3 separate regions of the Mus musculus genome follow, and all the other regions are linked to region 2. A link is a contact called in public Hi-C and promoter capture Hi-C data. All regions are on one chromosome and are shown on one strand. The core of a region is the stretch at or near the end of the contact, and the rest is flanking DNA. Distances in the headings are between cores, read along the strand shown.

What was found. Promoter capture Hi-C pulls out the DNA fragments that hold promoters and counts their contacts. Hi-C and Micro-C count contacts between places; a contact is called where the count stands out from the background.
Region 1: a contact with region 2 is called in a Hi-C map of bone marrow-derived macrophages, with 31 read pairs. The contact joins two enhancer-like sites. A contact is called at or near these places in 2 of 15 datasets of contacts at CTCF or cohesin (the NIH/3T3 cell line and stem cell-derived epiblast-like cells), 16 of 484 Hi-C or Micro-C datasets (B-cell progenitors, the C3H10T1/2 cell line, CD8 T cells and 9 more), 4 of 115 datasets of contacts at active chromatin or transcription factors (the HPC-7 cell line, embryonic stem cells and stem cell-derived neural progenitor cells) and 2 of 9 other capture datasets (embryonic stem cells and pancreatic islet).
Region 3: a promoter capture Hi-C map of hematopoietic stem and progenitor cells shows a contact between it and region 2, with 2.3 times the contacts expected there. The contact joins the promoter of Sptb here to the enhancer-like site in region 2. A contact is called at or near these places in 9 of 39 promoter capture datasets (the 3T3-L1 cell line, embryonic stem cells, fetal liver and 5 more), 1 of 15 datasets of contacts at CTCF or cohesin (the NIH/3T3 cell line), 18 of 484 Hi-C or Micro-C datasets (3T3-L1-derived adipocytes, the AML12 cell line, the G1E-ER4 cell line and 8 more), 8 of 115 datasets of contacts at active chromatin or transcription factors (embryonic forebrain, embryonic hindbrain, embryonic stem cells and 2 more) and 3 of 9 other capture datasets (adipose tissue, liver and pancreatic islet).

Annotation. Positions count from the first base shown.
Region 1 is chr12:76,495,075-76,497,774 of GRCm38.p6, forward strand. No RefSeq gene overlaps it. Among named protein-coding and RNA genes, the nearest start is that of Gm40445, 27 kb to the right of the region's middle. Within about 2 kb of position 1,432, at least 9 of the 459 cell types and tissues checked have an H3K27ac peak or open chromatin away from gene starts, as enhancers often do. A contact at or near this core is called in bone marrow-derived macrophages, where this site is marked.
Region 2 is chr12:76,614,145-76,616,844 of GRCm38.p6, forward strand. The region is part of intron 15 of Sptb (spectrin beta, erythrocytic); the gene reads right to left. Among named protein-coding and RNA genes, the nearest start is that of AI463170, 68 kb to the left of the region's middle. Within about 2 kb of position 1,252, at least 57 of the 459 cell types and tissues checked have an H3K27ac peak or open chromatin away from gene starts, as enhancers often do. A contact at or near this core is called in adipose tissue, bone marrow-derived macrophages, hematopoietic stem and progenitor cells and 1 more, where this site is marked.
Region 3 is chr12:76,709,163-76,711,862 of GRCm38.p6, forward strand. Sptb (spectrin beta, erythrocytic) reads right to left here and starts at 1,385. Exons shown (of 36, transcript NM_013675.3): 1 at 773-1,385.

The DNA.
Region 1 (2,700 bases), core at 182-2,681, 120 kb before region 2:
AGATGAAGAAACCAAGCCCAGCATGGGCAACTTGTTCCAAATCACACGCTTATTAAGTCACAGAGCCAGGGTTTAAAGCCTGGCCTGATGGATTTCAGATCTCAAGATTTCTGGATTTCTAGACATTTTCCTTTTTCAGTCAACTGTACTTTCCCCCAGGATTCCCTCGTGAAATGAAAATCCACATTACAACCTAGATAGCAGCAAAAAGAAAGGACCTACAGCATGGCTGGGAATGCCAGCAACAGAGATACCCAGAGCCCAGAGCCTAGGGGACCGGGAGGGCACAGGTTCCAGCAGCTGTTGGGCTTTTCAGGAACTGTTTGTGGGGAGATAACTCTGCACAGGTATGGAGACCAACATCCTAGGCAGGGCACATAGACAAGTTTCCCTCAGCCATCTTGGAGGGAGGGAAGGGGTTAAAGCTTTGCAGACAGAGAGCAGGAAGGAGGTTAGTGAGCTACAGTCTGCTGTTACAGCCAAGGAAACTGAGGTCCAACAGAACAAGTGAAATCAAGCCGACAAGCACAAGGTGGCATCCGGACTGCCAGGGCATTGTGCAAATGGGTTCTTTTTTCAATCAGCAAGCCAAGTATCTCAAAAGAGATAATCTAACTGGCCCATCCTCTTTGGAGCAAGGACCGCAGACCCAGCTCTGTTAAGTGCACCACAGGCTATAGTAACCGTGTAGATGAGAGGTGTTCTGGTAGCTTTTGTAGGATGCATGAATGATGTGTGTTTGTTCCCCAGGCTTGCCCTGGTATAAAGGTGCTGGGGATCAGAGAGCCTGGAGAGATGGAGAGATAGCTCCCGGGGTTGAGAGAACCTGTTGTTCTTGCAGAGAACTAGGACTCATTTCCCAGCACCTACACTGTAACTCAAACCGTCCTTAGCTCTGGTTCCAGGAATCCGATGCTGGCTTCTGACCTCTATGGACACTGCATACGCATGGTAAACATGCAAAAACCTCAAACACTTAAAAAACAAACAAACAAACTCTGGGGTTCGGGTTAAGATGAGTGCTTCCGGCCGGGTGGTGGTTCATGTCTTTAATCCCAGCACTCAGAGGCAGGGTATCTCTGAGTTTGAGGCCAGCCTGGTCTACAGAGTGACTTCCGGGACAGCCAGAGCTACATAGAGAAACCCTCTCTTGACTCTCTTGAGGTGGGGATGGGAATGAGGGCTGGGGAGCAGGAAGGTGTGAGGGGTGGAGGTGGGGAGTGAGCTGTCCCCGTCTGGTTATCGGTTTACCCTGATATGCTCTTAATCTTGGTCCGGATAACCTGCTTCCAGCCCGCCTCTCTTTCGGGAGCTAAATGATGCTCTCTTTAGATTGAGGGTTTTAAATTCTTGTTTCTGTAAGGATTTCCGAGCACGTATTTAGCTCCCCCGCTTCTTTCTTCATGTCCTCTAGGGGGCAGAAGTGAGCCGCTTGTCCATTCTTTGGGACTGATCCTTCAGACTTCTCCAAACTTTTATAAGAAAGCAAATGCCCAGGGGGCGACCAGAAAGGCAGATAGTGAGTATGCTTTCTCTTTAGATTGAAATATGATCTCGGGCCAGCAAGATGGCTCAGAGGGTAAAGGCTCCTGCTGCCAAGCCTGACTAACCTGGGCTTGTTGGCACGAGCGTGCCGCACTCCCCTCTCCACAAGATTAATAAATAAAGTATGTAAAAATTAAAACAGTATGATCTAGGGCCTATGATCTGGGGCCTGGTGTGATGTGGTGGCACAAGCCTTTAATTCCAGTCCTTAGGAGGTAAAGGTAGACAGATCTCTGTGAATTTGAGGCCAACTTGATGTACATAGTAGTTCTGGGCCAGCCAGAGCTACATAGTGACCAAGTGAGATCCTGTCTCAAAAAAATAAAAAAAAGGAGAGTTGAATGGTGGCAGTGCTTGCCTTTAATCACAAGGCTCAGGAGACAGAGGCAAATGTAGCTCTATGAGTTCCAGGTCTTCAGCAAAAGTCCCAGGACAGCCAAAGAAGGTTATACAGAGAAACCCCGTCTCAAAAACCCAAAATTACCAAAACATCACCACCACTATCATCATCATCAAGAGAAACATTCTTTGAGAGAAAATATTGGTAGGAACTGAGGCTCCAAATTCAGTCTCCAGTCTCAAACAAGTGTTGGGAGAAAGTTTTCTGCTTTTGTTGTCCCAGCAGGCTACATGAGACCCTGTCTCAAAGCAAAGAAGAAAGAAGAAGAAGAAGAAGAAGAAGAAGAAGAAGAAGAAGAAGAAGAAGAAGAAGAAGAAGAAGAAGAAGAAGAAGAAGAAGGTGGAGGAGGAGGAGGAGGAAGAGGAGGAAGAGAGGAGGAGGAGGAGAAAGAAAGAAAAAAGGAAAAAGAAAGAAAGGAAAGAAGAGAAAAGAAAAGGAAAAGAAAGGAAAGGGAAGAAAAGGGAAGAAAAAAACTTGAACATGACCTAAGGCAGTGGTTCTCAAACTGTAGGTTGGGCCCCCTTTGTAGGGTGTCAAAAGACCCTTTAAGCTGGATTCCTAGCATCCAATAAAACTGAGTGACCTTCTGCTTATCAGATATCTACATTATAATTTGTAACTAGCAAAATTACAGTTATGAAGTAGCAACAAAAATTATCTTATGGTTGGAGGTCACCACCATCTGAGGAACTGTGTTAAAGGGTTGCAGCATTAGGACACGGTTGAAAACCACTAGTCTAAGGTCTCTCTGTCAA
Region 2 (2,700 bases), core at 2-2,501:
TCTCTACCCCACTCCACCCCCATGCTGGGAATACAATCGCAGGTAGCCATGGCTGGTTTTTATGTGAGTGTTAGAGGTCTGAATTCTGGTCCTCTTACTCACAGAGTGAGCTCTGTCCGTTATCCACTCACCTCTGCAAATGCGTTTCCTGCTTATGATGCCAACCACTCACAGTGGGTTCATCAGGTTCTAACCCTGCCACAAGTCAGAGACATTCTTTATACAGTTTCCCCAGAGTTTTAGAAATGTTGGAAATACCTAAAAAGCTCACATTATTAACTTCAAGAATGCTTCAGGACAGTCCCTAGCTTCTCTAGAAGAAGTATGAAAATGCCCAGGGCCACATTCAAAGTGCCCTAGGGCCTGAAAGCAAAACAAAAACAAAAGAGGTCTGGTGAAAAGAGAAAGGAAGCAAGGGGAGAGAGGGGCAGACTCCAGGAGGGACTTCCCCCGGCAATACACAGTGACATCCACCTTCAGGCACAATGCTGCTATGAAACTGGGAAACATACGGAGGTCTGACAAACGTGCTGGAGTCTCCCGTTAGTCTGCAACATCCAATAAACCTCTTTAGAAGAGTTGCCTGTCAGCCAGGGCAGACCACTGGGGACACCTCCCTCCGGGCCAAGCTTACCCATTGCTCACCGGTTGAAAACAGCACACTTGTAAACTGAATGCTTGTGTGGTGGCTTGAATGAGAACCCCCCCCCCAACACACACACATACTCCCCCACCCCCCACCCCCAGCTCAGGTATCTGAACACTTGGTTCCCAGTTGGTGGCACCGTCTGGGAGGAGTTATGGAACCTCTCAGAGGCGGACAGAGCCTTGTTTGAGGAAGTACATCACTTTGGACAGACTTCCCGTTCACTCTTTCTGCTTTGTGCTCAGGGTTTAGAATATGAGCTCCCAGTTTCCCGTTCCTGCTGCTGTGCCTTCTGCTTCCCACTAGACCCAAATCAGCACTTCCTTTTCTAAATTGCCTTGGTCATGGTGTTCTGTCACCACAGTAGAAAAGTAACGGATACAGAGGTTGGTAGCAGAGATTGGCTGCTGCTCTGAAGAACCTAACCATGTTGGGGTTTTTTTGTTTGATGGAACATGAAAAGACTTTGGAATTTAGGACTAGAAAAGCAGTTGGATGTTGTTAGAGTCTAACAAGCCATTTTAGTAGGAGCCTGGAAGACAGCAGAGCTGAGAGCCACCCGGACTACAGAGGTCCAGCCCAAGAGGTTTCAGAGGAAAGCAAGGGCAGCAACCGCATCGGGCTTACAGACCGTTCCTGTATTATTTTGGCAAATGCCCAAGCCGTAAGAACTTCCCTGAGGCTAAATTTAAAAGTAATGACCTAATTTCTTCGATGAAGGAAACGCCAAGACTAGATGTCTGCTCAGCCTGTGGCCTAGGCATTACTGATAGTCCTAGGCAGGTCTGCAACGAAAGAGAGCAAGTGGGGCAGAAAGAAATACAAAATGTATGGTTTAGAGGGAAAGGAGCACCAGTAGGCTTAATGTTCTAAACAGGGCAGCGCTGGAAGGGGTTGCTAAGGAGACTGGCGCCATAAAGAGAGGCTTTGCTGCACTGGAGTAGGAAAAAGGCAGCCTCAGGGCAAGACCCCACCCAGCTGAATTCCCAACTGGTGAAGAGAGCTGAAAGAAATGTGTGTGTGTGTGTGTGTGTGTGTGTGTGTTGTTTGTTTGCTTGTTTTGGCTCCTAGAAAGCCACTGCTAAACTGGGCGCTGGTTGTGCTTGCCTTTAATCCCAGCACTCAGAAGGCAGAGGCAGGCAGATCTCTGAGTTCAAGGCCAGCCTGGTTTCTACAGAGTGTGTTACACAACAGTCAGGGCTACACACAAAGAAAATCTGTGTCAAAAAACCACACACACACACACACACGCACGCACGCACGCACGCACGCACGCACGCACGCTTAAACAGCAGGCATCAGCCCATTCCAACTGGTAGCCTAACTTGGCAGTGCCATCATGTGGCACTGACTTTAGAGACACAAAGAAGGCAAGAAGGAAAGATTCGTGGATTCTCCCTCCACTGTATCAAAGAGCGGCTGACACCAGGCCCCTATGACAGGGGAAGCCCTACATGGCCGCCCTGAGAAGACAAGCTTAAGAGGTCATTACATGAAGCTGTGAAAACGAAGCCTGGGTTGCAGTGGAAACCCCAAGATGGTGGAGATGCCAAGAGCTACACACAGGAAGTGGAACCAGCCTAAGGGAGAGAAGCACGCTGCAGAGCAGGGCTGGAGGGATGGCGCCTAAAGCCCCTAAGCTCTCTGAGACTGGACATCGAGCTATAGGATTTGGAGTTCGCCCTGCTGGGTTTCGCTTTGATCCAGCATTTCTTCACTGTGCCCTTTTGGGATAGAGATGTATATTCTGTGCCATTACATGTTGGAATTATAGAATTTGATTTTTGTTTTGTCAGGGGTTACGCTTAAGAGTTTGCCTTGAGTCTCAGAAGAGACTGTGAACTTTAAAACAGCACTGAAACTCAGGGGCGATGGGGGCTTTTGAAGTGGGACCGAATGCATTTCATACTAGGATAAGGCACGAGTCTCTGGGGTCATGGAGTGGGATGTGGTGGTCTGAGTGAGAACTGTCCCGCATATGCTTGGGCATTTGAACTGCGGCCCCCAGCTGGTGGCACTGTCTCGGAGAGACTGTGGGGCCACTGGGGGTCTTG
Region 3 (2,700 bases), core at 135-2,634, 95 kb after region 2:
TTTGGGAAGTCTGGGTAAGTTGGTGGGACTTGAGGATTGTGTTAGAGCTCTTGTTTCTTCCATTTTCTGCTATTTCTCCGGGGCCAAGTTGCTGGAACTGGCACGAAGGGTAACCGTAGAGTGGGCAGTAGCTTGGAGATAAGGAACTCAAAGGGAAAAGGTGGGGGTCCTTGAAGTATAGTCCTGGGACACTTGATCTCTCCCTTCTCAGTCTACACTGGGCCACTCTGCACGTCCTGCCTGACATCCTGAGGCCCGGCCCCCTCTGCTGCCCTGAACTGTCCTCCCAGCCTTGGCACTGGGCAGCCCTGGAGCGCGCTAGCCAAGTTCCAGAAGAGGATCCGACACGCCCGGGGGTTTGAGAAACCAGGCAGCAGGAGGCACAGACGCGGACAGTCCTTAGACCGACGACAGGCAGCCCCCCCCCCCAACTTTGCTCCCAGGCGAGGGTCCTGGGGGAGGCGGCCAAGAGCACAAACCCCCCAAACCCACTCCCCGTGCCCCACGGCGACACTCTACTAGCTGGCTTCCCAAAGCTAGCGCCCTGCTCGCCCAGCGCCTGCGAAACCCACGCGGGTTCCCGCGTCCCGGGGTGACGACTGCCGCAGCCGCCAGGGCCTCCTGGGCTCCTCACCCCTCCCGCCCCGTGCTAGGCACCCGGGGCCAGGCCCCCACCGGGCTGTCGCGTCACCCGCCCCCTGGGCCCCGCACTCCCCGGCGCTGGCTCCGGGGCACCCAGCTCCCTCCCGTCGCGCGGCCCTCGGGGACTCACCTGCGCTGGGGCTGAAGCGGCGGCTACCCCGAGCCCGGGGGCGGCGGCGCAGGGGGAGGAGGGCAGCACGGGGCTCCTGGCACAGTGGCCGCCGGGCGCCTGGTGCAGCGGAGCCGCGGACCCGCCCAGAGATATAAATAACATTATCTGAGGAGGGACATTCCTGCCGGGGGACATCGCTGCTGCCGGGACCAGATAGTCCCGCGGCGGGGGCGGGGAGGCGGGGCTGCAGCCTCCCGCAGCGCCAGGCCCGCCTTCCCCACCCACTCCTGCACCTGCCAATCAGACTGCGCGCCCGGGGGCACCTGCCTAGCCGCTAGCGCCGCCGCCGCTGGGACCTGGGACGCCAGGGTCCTCTCTCACCTCCCCTGATCCCGCACACACAGAGCCCCTTGCCACGGGAAGAGGACTCGACTCTGCTGCTCCGGCCTAATTTGTGTGCCCGGAGCCGCAAGCTGGCGGCGAAAAGGAGTCCTCCCAGCCTTTCCCGCCTAGCGTCCCTGCAGACTACGATCTGGTTTTGAAAAAACATCTAAAGACCCGTTTAGGCCATAGGGTGGGTGAGGAGGGCGCCCCGGCTGTAATGCCCCTCCGGAGATAGGCTGGAAGGGACAGATTGTTCCCGCGGGCGGGTTACGTTAGAAAGCGCGCTCCCGGCCGGCTACAACCGGCTGGTAGTAGGAGCAGACGCTGGGAGCACAGGGGGTGGGCACTGGGCCGAGGCCCCCGCCCCCAGCCTGCGGGCTGGAGGCCGCGGCTCCTGCTTGTAAGCAAGGTACTGTCCCGGAGAACCCGGCTGTGCTGGTTGGTGGCGCTCAGCCTACAGTTGCATATTGCAGGGTCCATAATCAACAGGCAAGCCAGCATACCAGCCCACCTGCACCATCCTGTGAGCCCGGGTCTCCGGGCAAGACCCTGCTTTCTCACTGCAAGCTTTGGTAGGGTGGTGTACAGCAGGCCAGAGGAGATGCTAGAACCAAGGGTGTCAAGTACATCTGCGACTAGGGAGGGTGACACACGGACGAACACGGGCGGCTTGCAAGGCAGGCTATTTCCTTGACTTTTTAACAATACAAGGTCATCGCTCTGTAATGTTGGTTGCGTGCCTTGCTGTACCTTTCCTTGTTTTATTTTTATGGGGGGGGGGGAGGGGCGGCCCTCCATACGCTGTGCCTGGGATGGTCTCTCACAGACTATCAACCCGGGTAATCGCAAGTGTAATGGAGACACCAGTGGCGATTAAAAAGAGCATAGATGCAGAAGGGAGCTTTAACTTTGATGCTCCCCGGAATTCTTAACAGGAAACAGCCTTTCTCTTGACTTGTTTGCTTGAGTGTATAATTACGCTGTTTTCTAGGATTCATGAGCAAAGTGTGTTGAGTTGCCAGATGTTCAAGCTTAGTATTGGGTATTAAAGGTACGCAAAAGATATTTCACTGCCTGCTGCCGTCACACTTCTTTTGAGAGTAGGTATTTGGACAGTAAAAATGCTAATTGGGACAAAATCCACAGGTATTAAAAAGCCATAGAACTCTTCCCTCCCCTTTTGCCTGAGTTCTTATTACATACTAATTTCCCAAATGGCATCAGTATTACAAGGAAAATGACACACCGGCCTGGGCTATCCTAGAGGTTAACAGCGACCTCCCACCTCCTTCCCCCACTCAGACCATCTAGCAATTCTCTGTAGTGAGCAAGAGCTGTAGATCTTAAGCAAAGCACACATTTAGCACTCCAAAGGCCCTGGGACTCCCCAATATCCTCCAGCACCACCCCAAACCATTTGCTTTGCTTGTTGTTGAGTTCAAAATCATCTTTTTAGGAACTAATTCCTGGCAAAAACAAAAAACAGGCCAACTTCAAAAGCTGAGACTTAGATATCACAAGTAGAAATCCTTGATCTATTTTTGAAAGAAAAAGGGAGGGTT